Linked DNA regions of Mus musculus: region 1 is linked to region 2. Evidence: chromatin contacts called from public promoter capture Hi-C data. All regions are on one chromosome and are shown on one strand. The core of a region is the stretch at or near the end of the contact, and the rest is flanking DNA. Distances in the headings are between cores, read along the strand shown.

Evidence for each region. Promoter capture Hi-C pulls out the DNA fragments that hold promoters and counts their contacts.
Region 1: a contact with region 2 is called in a promoter capture Hi-C map of liver. The contact joins the promoter of 4931415C17Rik here to the promoter of Lamp1 in region 2. A contact is called at or near these places in 8 of 39 promoter capture datasets (the C10 cell line, cranial neural crest, frontonasal cranial neural crest and 5 more), 3 of 484 Hi-C or Micro-C datasets (CD4 T cells, LSK cells and embryonic stem cells), 1 of 115 datasets of contacts at active chromatin or transcription factors (pro-B cells) and 1 of 9 other capture datasets (liver).

What each region holds. Positions count from the first base shown.
Region 1 is chr8:12,670,176-12,676,955 of GRCm38.p6, reverse strand. 4931415C17Rik (RIKEN cDNA 4931415C17 gene) reads right to left here and starts at 4,529. Exons shown (of 2, transcript NR_166502.1): 1 at 3,931-4,529. It overlaps Tubgcp3 (tubulin, gamma complex associated protein 3), which reads left to right and starts at 4,856. Exons shown (of 22, transcript NM_198031.1): 1 at 4,856-5,001. The coding sequence starts at 4,926.
Region 2 is chr8:13,157,709-13,164,199 of GRCm38.p6, reverse strand. Lamp1 (lysosomal-associated membrane protein 1) reads right to left here and starts at 5,039. Exons shown (of 9, transcript NM_010684.3): 1 at 4,766-5,039. The coding sequence starts at 4,811.

The sequences.
Region 1 (6,780 bases), core at 3,280-5,779, 490 kb after region 2:
CTGTAGGTTTTCCTCACGAAGCAATGCATTCAAAAGTGGAGGTTCAGATTGTTAGAATGCACTTCCCATAGCTGTTTAGGAGGTCTTAGATTTACTGCCACAGTTCTGGTGGTGGCCATACTACAGCTCGGTTAGTTATGTTTCAGGGTGCTTACGCAGTTCTGTGACAGCCACACAGCAGGATTATAGCAATGCAGGAATCAGCTTGCCTAGCTGCGCACTTTCCCTCCACTTTCCAGTGCTGTTGATAGGGAAGGGGAATCAGTGACCAATGGCACATGTAGTGCAGGGCTGCTCCCCGTAGTCCTGGCTTCCACACTGGCTGCTGGTAGTACTACCTTGGAAGACTATGGAAACACCGGGACATGAGGCCTCACTGGAAAGAACAGGACTCTGGGTGCGTTGGCCCTACTTCATGTCCTGTTTCCTGGTGGACTGAAATGTGAGCAGATGGCCTTGTGCTCTGGCTGCAGCCCTGACTCTTTCCCTGACATGGTAGTGGACTGTACTCTCAAACTGCTGGCTGGAATACATTCTTCCTGAAGCTTCCTGGGTGTTCAGTTATAGTTTGAGAAAATAGCTATTACACTAACACCCACAAGCTATTGACTAAATAAGCAGATGGCAGGGGGAGGGAGAGACAGAGAAATCTCTCATGCAGAGTACTGGATGATCTCTGCAGATGTTCATCTCTGGAGGCACGAGGTGAGGTCTGCCACTTTTCTCAAAATCACTGATTTTTTTTATGTTGACCAGTCAGAACTCAGAGTACAGATGTGTGCATGCAACAAGGCGTGTGTGGAGGTCAGACGACAACTTGACAACTTTATGTGGCCGGTTCTCTCCCTCCATCAGTCCATGGGTTCAAACCCGGCCTGCCAGGCTCCCATGGGTCCTCACTGCGCTCTTGTGTTCACTGCCTCGTTGGCCCTTTGTGTATGTGAGGACCGGTATGCTTACCTGAAGTGTACCTTTCTCCCATGGTTCTGCCCTCAGTGCCCATTTCTGTGCCTTTGGCCTGAGCCCCCCACCCCTACTGCCCCTGCTATTATTTCTCCATATGTTTGCAAGTTTGCACTTATTTTTTTCTGGACTCAAACTGTGTCCAGAAAACTGCCTTGTGTTGGGTGACTACTCTTTCCACTCATCTTATACTCTCACCTGACTTTTATACCTGGCTTCTCGGGTCTTCCCTATGTCTGCTCAGCTTATGTGAACTTACATGTCTTGACTGAGGCAGAGCCTGGAGGGACTTCATTCTGCATTGACAGACCCTTGAGTGGGCTAGGAACACAGTCAAATGAGTCTTATGTCTCCCTTGAGTCTAGTGTCCTGCTGAGGTCCTAGTTTTCTTGCCAGTCAGCATTTTATGGGGTGCATGAGACTTTAAGGTACTGTCTCTACCATGTGGGACTAACAGGGCTGAGTCTGCTGAGTAGATGGTCTCTGTAAAAGCCATCTTGCTTAGGTCAGCCTTTTTTGCTCTTTTTTTTTTAAAAAAAGATTTATTTATTTATTATTATATGTAAGTACACTGTAGCTATCTTCAGACACAGCAGAAGAGGGCATAAGATCTCATTACAGATGGTTGTGAGCCACCATGTGGTTGCTGGGATTTGAACTCAGGACCTCTGGAAGAGCAGTCAGTGCTCTTAACCACTGAGCCATATCTCCAGCCCCCTTTTGTGCTCTTTTTATTCAGGTTTTCAGTGGGATGAATGAAGCTTGACTCTAAGTTAGTTATTCAAAGACCTCTGTCATGGTTCAGATCTTAAATGTCCTGCCAGAGGTCGCTTGTTGAAGGCCTGGTGTCCAATGCAGCAATGTTTAGAATCAGGTGTAAAGGCTAGGATTCAGTAAATGGATGTGAAGTTAATTAACATTGATTGTCATCTTGACAGGATTGACAGTCACCTGGGAGACAAGCCTCTGGGCATGCCTGTGATACATCATGTATTTTATTGGGATAGCTAAAGTGGGAAGAGTCACCCCCAAAGCGGATGGTACCATTCTCTCGGCTTGAGTCCTACAGTGCAATCAAGGAGAAAGCTAACTGAGCATAGACATTCACATTTTTGCTTCCTGTTGATGTGACCAGGTGCTTCAAGTTCCTGCCACAAGGACCTCTGATCACAATGGACTGTACCATCGAACTGAGTCTAAATAAATAAATACATAAATACATAACTCTTTCCCCCATACATTGGTACAGTCAGGGCATTTCATCATAGCAATGAAGAAAATAAGATACTCACCAATGGGGTTCAATAGCTTAGTGGGGTTAGGGTGTGGAGCCTGGTAGAAGAAGTCAGTCACTGTTGGTGTGCCCCCCTCCTTCTCTCCTACTTTGCTTTCTGAGCATCAGGAAGGGAACAGCTCTCTCCTATCACGTACTGCGTTCCAGACTCAGAACAACTGGGCTGAGCAACCTTGGGCTGAAACCATGAGTCAAAACAAATCTCTCCTCTTTTAAAATTATTTCTTTCATGTATTTTATCAGAGCAGTGGAAAGCTGACTAATTTAAGGGTTCACAACATCCAGAGATGCTCCCACAGTGAGGCTGAACCCAGCCATGCCAACCAACAAGAGGGTGCCGATAGCACAGAGTATTCTGGGAAAGTCCTCCTGACTGTGGACGGAAACATTTGTAGTCTCCCAACAAGTCTTTCTTCTCTGGAATAGCTTTGAACCACATGTCCCTTATTCAGTCTGCTTACTGTGGGCCAAATCTGACTGCTGGGAAACACTGACCCACTCAACTGACTGGGTTTTGAGATGGGCTGAAACAGCCAGCCAAGAGGGCTGCTAGTGCTTTCTATATATTCACAACACATATATAAAGATCTAATCACTTATTTTATGTGTGTTTTGCCTGCATGTATGTAAGTGCACCGTGTGTGTGCCTGGGGCCTGAGGTAGTTAGAAGGCAACAGATAAAACTAGAGTTACAGCCAGGTGTGGTGGCACATGCCTTTAATCCCAGCACTCGGGAGGCAGAGGCAGGCAGATTTCTGAGTTCGAGGCCAGCCTGGTCTACAGAGTGAGTTCCAGGACAGCCAGGGCTATACAGAGAAACCCTGTCTCAAAAAACCCAAAAAACAAAACAACAACAAAAAAACCTAGAGTTACAAGATGGTAAGATGGTGGTGAGCCACCATGTGGGTACAGGGACCTGAACCCAGGTCCTCTGGAAGAGCAGCTAGTGCTCTTAACCACTAACCCATCTTCCTAACCCATTTATGTATGTATGTATGTATGTATGTATGCACATACGTATGTGTGAGTGTGATTATTTTTGAGGCAGGGTTTCTCTGTTTTATAGCTCTGGCTGTCTATGAACTCAATATATAGATCAGACTTTCCTTGGAGACCACTTGCCTCTTCCAAGTGCTAGGATTAAAGGCATTGTGTCATCAAGCCTGTTTTTTTTTTTTTTTTTTTTTTTTTTTTTTTTTTAGCATTTTTTGGTCACTGGCTTAGTTGATTTACAATGTCCTAACTTGACTGACTTCATTTTGTATGGTGGAGGTGAGTGGACCAACTGAGGTAGTTGCTTTTCTCCTGCTCTGTGGGTTCTGGGGAACTCGAGTCACCTGACTTGGTGACATCAGCTCCTGTTGTCAAGACTGTGCTGGAGCAGCTACTTTCTAAGTGTTTTCATCTATCTGCTGACATTTCACTTCAAGTAGCCACACAGAAAAGCAAACCGCTCTGGCTTTTCCTGGCTCATTGGCCACCCTCAAATAACTGTCAATACATCTGCAATTAAATGTGTGAGTGCTCAGTCCAGAAAGCCACCTTAAGACTTCTTGCTGGGATCACTCCTATTACCAAAGGGCAGTGCTAGGACCACTCAACAAAACAGAGGCTACAGGGACTGAGGACTGAGCTCTGACTACATGGATGATGGAAACAGAAAAGTGGATCACCTGAAGGTTAGCTACTGGCCCCGGGGTGGAAGAAACACCAGGAATGACTGATAGTTATTCACTATGGCCTTATTCTAGACCTTCTGATGGAGCATCATCTGTGTGGGTGGTACAAAATAGGCTGGAGCTAAGAATGGGCTGAGAGCTGAGTGTTGAGAGTCTCGGCTTGTTAGAGTCGTAGTCAAATTCCAGGCTGAAGCCGAGAGTCTCCTCTTGCAGTTTCTATCGTTGGCTTCAACTGGCTGAGCTCCAGCAGGTACCATTTGTACAGGGAGTGAGTGTGTCCGCATTCTGTACATCACAGAGCGGGCAGGGAAGGGTGGCTAAGAGATCTGCGAGCAAAAGACGAATAAAGGTATGCTCTCCATTAAGCCACCTCTGAGTGCCACTGCTATCATAGTCCTGAGTCAGCGACTAAGAAGGGAGCTTTCTGCGGACCACCGAGCATCCGGGCAGGAGCGGCGGAGCTGGGCTCCCAGTGACGAGGACTCTCCTCCTCCTGCGTCCCAGACAGCACAGAATTTCTCGTGTCTGCGTCTGATTTTTCCTTTGCGGCAGCGCTCAAGCCTCTCCATCTCAGTATCCCCGTTTCCAGGACTACCTCCTGGTGACGTCAAGGGGCAGAGGTTCCAGACCTCTGAGAACTCACTTACGAGAGCCCTGCGTAGTAGTCCGGCGCCCCTGTCCCTGTGTGGCTCAAGCGCACTCGGACTCCGCATCCAGTGCTGTTCACAAGCAGCGCCCAGACCGCAAGCTGCGGACGCGTACGGGCATCCTAGGAACGCGTTGCTGCGAGCGTCGCCCAGCAACGACTTTTCCAGCGCGGAGAAGCTGCCAAGTGCAGAAGCCGGGAGAGCGCACGCGCGTCTCGCGCGGGAAGCGGTGCATTATGGGAGGCGCGCGCTTTTGCCGCTTCCGCGAATATGGCGGCGCCGTAGTTAGGGCGCGGGATCCTGGGGCGCGGGGAGGCTGCAGTGCGCAGTCCGGGCGCGGTAATGGCGACTCCGGATCAGAAGTCGCCCAACGTTCTGCTGCAGAACCTGTGCTGCCGGATCCTGGGCCGGAGCGAAGGTACGCGTCCCGGGGTTCAGGGCTGTGGAGACTGAGCGCCATGACCCCCGCCGGCCGGGTGCTGTTCTCCCCGGCCCCCGGGAAGGAAAGGGGTGCGGCTCGCGGACTGTCCCTGCCCTGGGGGCCCAGGCCGGAGCTGCTGTAGCGGCCGAGTTTGTTTTTGGGTTCGTCCAGACAGCACGGCAGCCTGCAGCTCTGCTTCTGCGTGCTTCTCACTCTGCTGTCACCTTTGCCTCTGGTGATGATGAGTCCTGGTTAGATGATGCTCGCTTATTCCTGGACGGTTCAGCTAGCGAATAATGCTTCTAAGAAGCCAGACCCCCAAGGCAGTCCTGCCCACTTTACCCGTACTGTCGCCGCCGTAGTTGGGGGTGGGGAAAATGTCAAGGATCTGGTTTCATGAAGCTCATTTTGGAGATGAGTGGGGACGCGTCTTGAGGGAAGGTTTTAGTAATTGACATGACTGGGTTGCCTTAGAATGTTGAGACAAATCGCGCAGGTTTTCAAGGGAAGACTTTAAACAAGAACCGAGTTTTAAAAACTGAGAGAGCCTTTTGATCTTTCATAATTTGTAACAACCTATGTAACAACTTGTCAGCGTAGAGGATGAATTACTGTGTCACTACTAAACCGTTGACTTAACTCCCTTCTTGCTTTATTCCTTGTAGTGTTTCACTGTGCAGTTTGTTCATGTAAGAAATCTTTGAGGCTTCCTCGACCCTATTATGCCATGAGAGATGCTCCTGTCTAATGGAGGGAATGTGACTAGCACGTTGGTGAATACACAGTGTTTGTGGGTGATAAAGGGCTAGGGAGAAGGCGGATAGGAGGAGCTTAGAGTTCCAGTATCTGGGGAGAGTGTGAGTGCAGAGGATAGTTTACTTTTCTGAAGGGAGTGATCCAGTCATAGGCAAAATTAGATAACTAAGGCTTAACACGCCATACCATCATTTTTCTTTTATTGCATTGGGTCCAAAATTTTTACCTTCCAGAAAGAACCTCGTAGTTATAGCTAGATTTTGAAGTTATTCATTATGAACTTCTAAATTTGAATTTTACATTAAGATCCCTTTTGATAGAAGTTTCACAGCCTTCAGGTGATTGAAATGCTACTTTAAAGCAGAATCCTGTATCCTCCCATTTTCCCACCCCCATTTGTGATTATGTCTTGTGAATCGCTGGACTTTCAGAGAGATCCAGGGTAAAGCTCATTAAAGATGATGCTGTCTTCTCTGTGGATGGAGTTGAGGGATGCAGAGTCAGCTGGGTTCTCTGCCCTCACACACTTTGTTGATATTTTGTTGTGCTCTGACAGGTGTGTAGCCATAGCTAATTGTTGTCATCTCTTTTTCCTGATTCTGTTGAGCATGACTTCTTGTTTGGCCATTCAGATCTCTTCCTAAGGTTGTATTTTATTTTGTTTTCTTTGTAACATATGTTCTTGCTGGGTTGCTTACCCTTATAACTTTGAGTGTTCTTTATTTATCTGGGTACAGTGTTCTTTATCTGCTTTCTCCACAAGGTGGAAGGCAAGGATGGATTCCTGAAAGCAGTGCTGCCTTACTCCCCAAATGCTCCCCTGGAAGAAAGAGGAAACAAAACAAAACAAAACAAAACAAAAAACACTTAACATTATCATGATTTGGCTGTCATGTGAAGAACTGTTATCAAATCCAAAGTCATAAAATTTCTTTCATCTTTTTGCCCTAGAGAGGTTCTGTTCTATTGTTATGTGTGATATGAGTTAGTTTTTTGTTAAATGGTACAAGTTGAGACTAT
Region 2 (6,491 bases), core at 3,790-6,289:
CCCACAACCTTCTAACTCCACTTCCAGAGGATCTAATGCTTTTTTCTGACCTCCAAGGGCAACTAATACACATAAACTCTCCCAAGCACATACACATGTGTTTTACAAACAGAGCATGGCTATTCCACTGAGTTCCTATTGCTGCGATGAAATGCCATGACCAAACGCAGCTGGGGGGTTATTCAGCTTACACTTCCACATCACTGCTCGTCACTTAAGTCAAGACAGAAACCTAGTGGCAAGAGCTGTGGCAGAGGCATGGAAGGGTGCTGCTTACTGGCTCAATCCCCTGCTTTCTTACAGAATCCAGGACTACTAGCCCAGGGATGGCACCACCCACAATGGGCTAGCACCTTGCCCATCAATCATTAATTTAAAAACTACCCTACAGGCTTCATCTTGTGCAAGTAGTTTCTCAATTGAGGCTTCCTTATCTCAGTTAACTCTTGCCCGTGTCAAGCTGGCCTAACACTATCAAGCATAACAGTCAAGTGTGGTGGCATACACTGTAATCCCAGAACTAGATAAGCCAAGACAGGAAGACTATATAAGCATTTGGCCAACCTGATTTAAACTATCAAGATCTAGGGCAACTCATGGCTACATACCAAGTCCCTGTTTCAGAGAAAACAACTGAAAATAGGGGTCAAAGATGGCTCTGTGGTCAAGAGTATTTGCTATTCTTCTACAAGACCCAAGTTTGAGTCCCAGCAGCCAGATTAGTTAGCTCACACCCACCTGTAACTCCAGCTCCAGGGGAGTCCAACACCCTCTTCTGGACCCTGTGAACACCCCTTATACATACACAAAACTTCTTAAAAAAAAAAAAAAAAGACCAAAGGCAGAAGAAAAGGTCCCTGTTGCAGGTCTAAGGCTTCCTTGTCCAGGGACATCCCAAGCAGAAAGACCTGGGGTCTAACTGGCCAGCACAGCAGATGGATGCCCCCTGGGAGCACACAGTCCAGCTCTGACTAGACTATCTTTTTATGAGTGGTTTTGTCAAACCCACTCTCCCCCTAGTAAACATCTAGAAAACATGCAGATTCAAAGGAAAACAAAGTATTACTAAAATTTGAAATAAACTTTATGGCTTTTAAGAACATGCCTTTTTCTCAGCTCACTAGTTGCTCCCATTCTGTGGTGTGTCTTTCTCTTTCTTAACAACCTGTCTTTAGTTCTACTACTTAAAAAAAATAAGATGGAAGGAAGGGCTGGGGTGGAGAGCTCAGCCGTGAAGAACACTGGCTGCTCTTTCCCAGGGCCCAGGTCCTGCACCTACCAACAACATGGCAGCTTACATACCCAGAATCTCTACTCTAGCTCACAAGGATCCAGTTCCACAAGATCTGAGGCTCTCTGCTGGCCTCAGTGGGCACCGTATGCACACAGTGTACGGACACATATGCAGGCAAAACTCTCATATGCATAAAATGACAAAACTAAGGCTTTAAAAAATAAAAGGGGCTAAGGAGATGGCTTAGTGCTTTAGAACACTTGCTGCAGAAGCCCTGGGTTGGGTTTTCAGCATCCATGATGGCTCAACACCATCCAAACCATTTGTATCTCCAGTTCCAGGGGCTCCAACGCCCTCTTCTGACCTCTATAAGCACTGGCACATTCATGCAGGCAAAGTCTCTCTCACACACAAAACACTAGCTTAAAGAAGCTGTTTAAAAGGCATGCAATACTTAAATATTTTAATATAAAAAGCTCTTTGTCCCCTAATCAGTTAAAGTGCCTACAGCACACATGGGACTGAGAAAGAGCAGCTGCCAGGAGCCCCCACCTGCCTGCTAATGATGCCCTGCTCATTTCTCATTTCTCCATGGTCAAAGGGCAACGCTGTCTCATTCTTTCAAAACACTACACTTGTGGAAATCCCCGTCCCTGCTACTAGTAAGACAGTGGGCCACATACACGCTGTTGGCCAAGCTCCGTGACCTTGGAGCCAGCAGCGGCCACCTAAGCACCTTGAGATTACACAACTGACAATGGCAGAAGTGCAGAGCCAGAGAGGCTCGCTGTCAGAACACCCCACAAGTCTTCCACTCCACCAGCCTTGCCACTTTTGTTTTGGGGCTCTCTTCTTTACCCAGGAAGTGCTGCCTAACAAGTACTTGTGACACTTTTACTTTGTGACAAGTACTGCTCAAAGCACTTTTCAATTAAATTACTATGACAACCTGAAAAGGTGGTTACTATTCTTCCATCCTGCTGAGGTGGAGAAGCCCTGTTTGCTGGCTTCAGTGTGCGACCTACTGACCACGATGCTTTTCCAGCACTCGGTTAAGGAGTATGGGTAAGCCAGCCTGGGTTACTTACATAGTGAGACCCTGTCTCCAGGCAACCATACCATGAATTCTTTTTTTTTTTTTTTTTTTTGGTTTTTCGAGACAGGGTTTCTCTGTATAGCTCTGGCTGTCCTGGAACTCACTTTGTAGACCAGGCTGGCCTCGAACTCAGAAATCCACCTGCCTCTACCTCCCAAGTGCTGGGATTAAAGGCGTGCGCCACCAAGCCCGGCTCATACCATGAATTCTTTTGCTTGATTTAAATCCAGTTTCTTCTTATCTAGGGACACCTTTGAACATGTAAACAAATGGCCAAAGTTCTACCCCACACACTGAACTAGCACCTCTAGAGGCACGACTCTCTCCCTGCTGGCTACCTACCTTCCATAAGGCTGGGGCAAGCTATGTAGAATGTTGTGGGAGAAAAGTGACAAGTGTTTCTTCTTCTAGAAAAATCCAGTTCAGGACTACTGCTGTAAACCTGGCACTTTATGAAAGCACCATGCAATCCCATATGTCAGGACTGGGGGCTCGAAAGAGAGCAGAGGAGACAGGCCACTCCAGGACAGGTGCCACAGTTTATGTGTCCACAAAAGGCCAGGTTGGGCTGCAGAGATGGCTTGGGAGTTAGGAGCACTGACTGCTCTTCCAGAATTTCTGAACTCAATCACCAGCAACTATATGGTGACTCACAACCATCTGTAATGGGATACAATGTCCAGAGGTCTGTCTGAAGACAGCTACAGTGTACTCATATACACTAAAACAAACAAACAAACAAACAAAAACAAAGCAAAACAAAAAAGGGCCAGGTCAAGATAACAATATCTAAGTTGGGTCTAACAGAATATGAACTCAAAATTACAAGACTACTGAACCGCTGGACCACCAATCTAGTGAAGAATTCAAGGTCCCACAATCCAGGATAACTTTAATTAGACTTCTCATACTTCTAGACTGACCAGGCTCATCCAGAAAGGGGAAGGTCATAGGGTTAGCCCTAACAACCGAACAGTTCCATTAAGCAATCCTACATACTAGTTTCAGTTCACACTAGTCTGTTGTCTATTAAGCACTTAAGCAGCTTGGAGGTGATAGCAATTAATGTAGGAACAATTAACAATCCCATCGTTACAGAGGTTTTTTTTTAAGATAAAATTATTTTTGAAGTCACACAACCAAGATCCTGTCTAAGTTGTTAAAGTCCCTTTGTGAAAGCTGGGACAATTTATGGCACAGGGGCACTCAATCAGGGTCACAGACTTTCCCTCTCCACTTAGATTTTGCTTTGAAACAGTGTCTCACTTTGTAGCCCAGGTTGGCCTCCGATTCACAGAAAGTCTCCCACATAAGCCTGCTAAGTGCTTAGATTACAAACTCAGGCTGACCCAACCTTAAAATTCCCCTGCCTCAGCCTCCACGGTCTAACAAGTGTGAGCCACCACTGATTAGTTTAGTTTATTCATTCATTCGTTTATTTATTTCATTTTTGCAACAGGGTCTCCGGTCCTGGCTGTCTTAGAACTCATTATATAGACCAGAATGGCTTGTTAAAGAGATCGTCCTGACACTAGCTCAGGATTAAAGGTATAAACCACTATGCAAGCCACAAGGTAGTTTGAAAAACATGAAGAGGCCTAACCTGGCTGTCCTTTGGATTTTATCCCAATCAGCATTTAGGAAGCAGAGACTACGAGAACCTGAACCTGTGAGTTTCAGGCCAGCGTGGTGGTGAGACACCCCTCCCCCCATTTTAAAAGTATAAAACAGTCTAAGGGTTTAAGTCGTTTTTGGCTGTGCTGGAGATTGAACTCCAGCTAGTTACCAAGCCATTCTGACACAACAGAACTTGTTTCGGCAACTCGTATATTAGCTACAACTCCTGAACCGTGAAGGGTCACAGGTCCCCTTAGCAAGGCTTCTGGGTTAAGACCGCCGAGTAAGCGCACCTCTCACGGACCAGAGAGTTCACACAAGTAGCAAAATAAAAGAAAGGGTAAACGAATTCCATAAAGTCACAGTCACAGAATTTGGGGGTGTGAGCCTCTGTGCCCAGGAGATTTGGCCAGCCACCTCTCTCCCGTCCTGAAGATGCTGGCACCGCAGCGAAACGCTCCGCGTTGCCGGGATACAGCGGCGAGGAAGGGCACCCGGCACCCCAGGCAGGGTCCGAGGCAGCACCCAGTCCTCTCACAAGGCAGCTCAGAGCCAGCAGCACTGCCTGGCAGGAACTCCAGCCCAGCTCCTTCCAGAGCGGCTCAGACTGGGCTCCCAACCCGCACCTACGTCCTTAGGCCCGCACGGGCTCCCAGGCGGCGAGCGCCACTGCGGAGCGGGCGGGCCGGCTCGAGGCCTTCTTGACGCCCGCGGCTCCGGGCGCCCCGTCCCCGCCCGGCCTGCCGCTCTGTTCCCGTCCGTCCCGAGACACCGACCCCGCCCGGCCCTCCTTCTCTCTCCCTCCCTCTCGGGCTCACCCAGCAGCAGCAGGAGCAGCGGCCGCCGGGCGCCGGGGGCCGCCATGGCGCGACGCAGCCGAGGCCGGAGGACGGCGGTTGCGCGGGCGGCGAGGCCGGCGGGAGGGCGCGTCCACCGACTCGAGAGGCCCCGCAGCTGCGGCGCCGGCACGGAGAGGACCCTGCGGCCGGCAGCGCCTGTCACGTGAGCAGTGCCGCGCCCGCCGGTCACGTGAGCCGAGGGTCTCGCGAGAGCCCGTGGACCGCCAGCTTACTCCTCACTTCTTCGGGAGGCTCCGTTCCGCACGTGATGTGGTCACGTGCCAGTCGGCATCACGTGGGCGCTGGACCACGTGATATCTTGCCCTCTCCCCACCCCCTTCCCCCCCCCCCCCCCACGGCCTTTCTCCCGAGTGTCCCGAAATGGAAAGTAGGTTGTGGCTTTGAGTAAGGGAAGGAGAAACGCTGTCGGAGAAAGTGAAGATGGAAACAGGAAGCCATGAAGGCTGGACTGAGCCCCGTAGGCCAGCTACATGCCACAGTTCAGGTCCAAGCCCCTGAAGGCCTGCAGCCCAGTGGTAGTCTTGGTTGAGAGCCATGTCTAGGTCAATACCAGTGTTTACATCCCAGGACAGTGTGCATATCCATTTCGAGGTGGGTATTCCCATCTAGACCCGTGCCCCAGGCCCAGGCTGACCTCCACTTTCAGGCTCACATACTAGTGTCTAGGGTCAGCCCCGAATGTGTCCCATTCGGTGATCCAGGCAGAGGACAGTCCTTTAGGATACGTAGATGGTGGGAGATGTGGAAAAGATACTTTTTAAGAGATAGGATTTCAGAATATATCTTTAGCCGGCCTCAAACTCAGAGATCAGCCCGCCTCTGCTTCCTGAGTGCTCAGATGATGTGTGTGGGCGCAGTGTTCTTGACCATTCCTGGCTGCTTAAGGGCATGTGGATGGTCATCTTACCTGAGATGACTATTTCCATGAAGAGTTCAATACTAAAGTATTTTCCTCTTTTGTGAATGTCACACTCAAAACTCGAGGATTGGTTTGATGTTTGGGGACATGGCGTCACCCTAAAGCCCAGGTTGACCTGGAACTCGCATGGACCAGGCTGGCCCCACACTCTGGGCAATCATCCTGTCAGGAGCGCAGAGATTACAGGTGTGTGCCACCATGGCATGAATAATCTGAGCTTTTATGTTATTATATTGTTTTGGAGACAGGGTCTCTCTATATAACCCTGGCAATCCTAGAACTCATTACTTAGACAGGTTGGCCTCAGACTCAAGAGATCAGCCTGCCTCTGCCTTCAGAGTGCTGGGACTAAAGGCCGGAGACCACCAGATCTACCTTGAAGTCCTCAAGTTTTAGCTTGAGGATTCCTCCTGTTAACAGATTTTTCATTCAAGCTGAGTTCTTCCTCCTCAGAATTGTAGACCCAGTAACAAAACTTAAAAGCTGTTTATGTAGTGGACTAGTTTATTCTGTGACCGGAGAATAAGAGTGGTTGGAGAGATGGCTCATTTGTGTAGGACCTTGGTTCCAGTCCCATCACTCACATGGTTCACAACTATCCAGTTCCGGGGAGCCTGATGCCCTCTCCTGACTTCTGAGGGCACACCACACCTGCCTATGATGCACAGGCCTACCCTATATTCAAGCAAAACTCTCATGCACAAAATAAAGTGAAATTTTAAAAAGAAACTGGGAGAAATGGGTCAAAGATCACTTTCTAAAGGA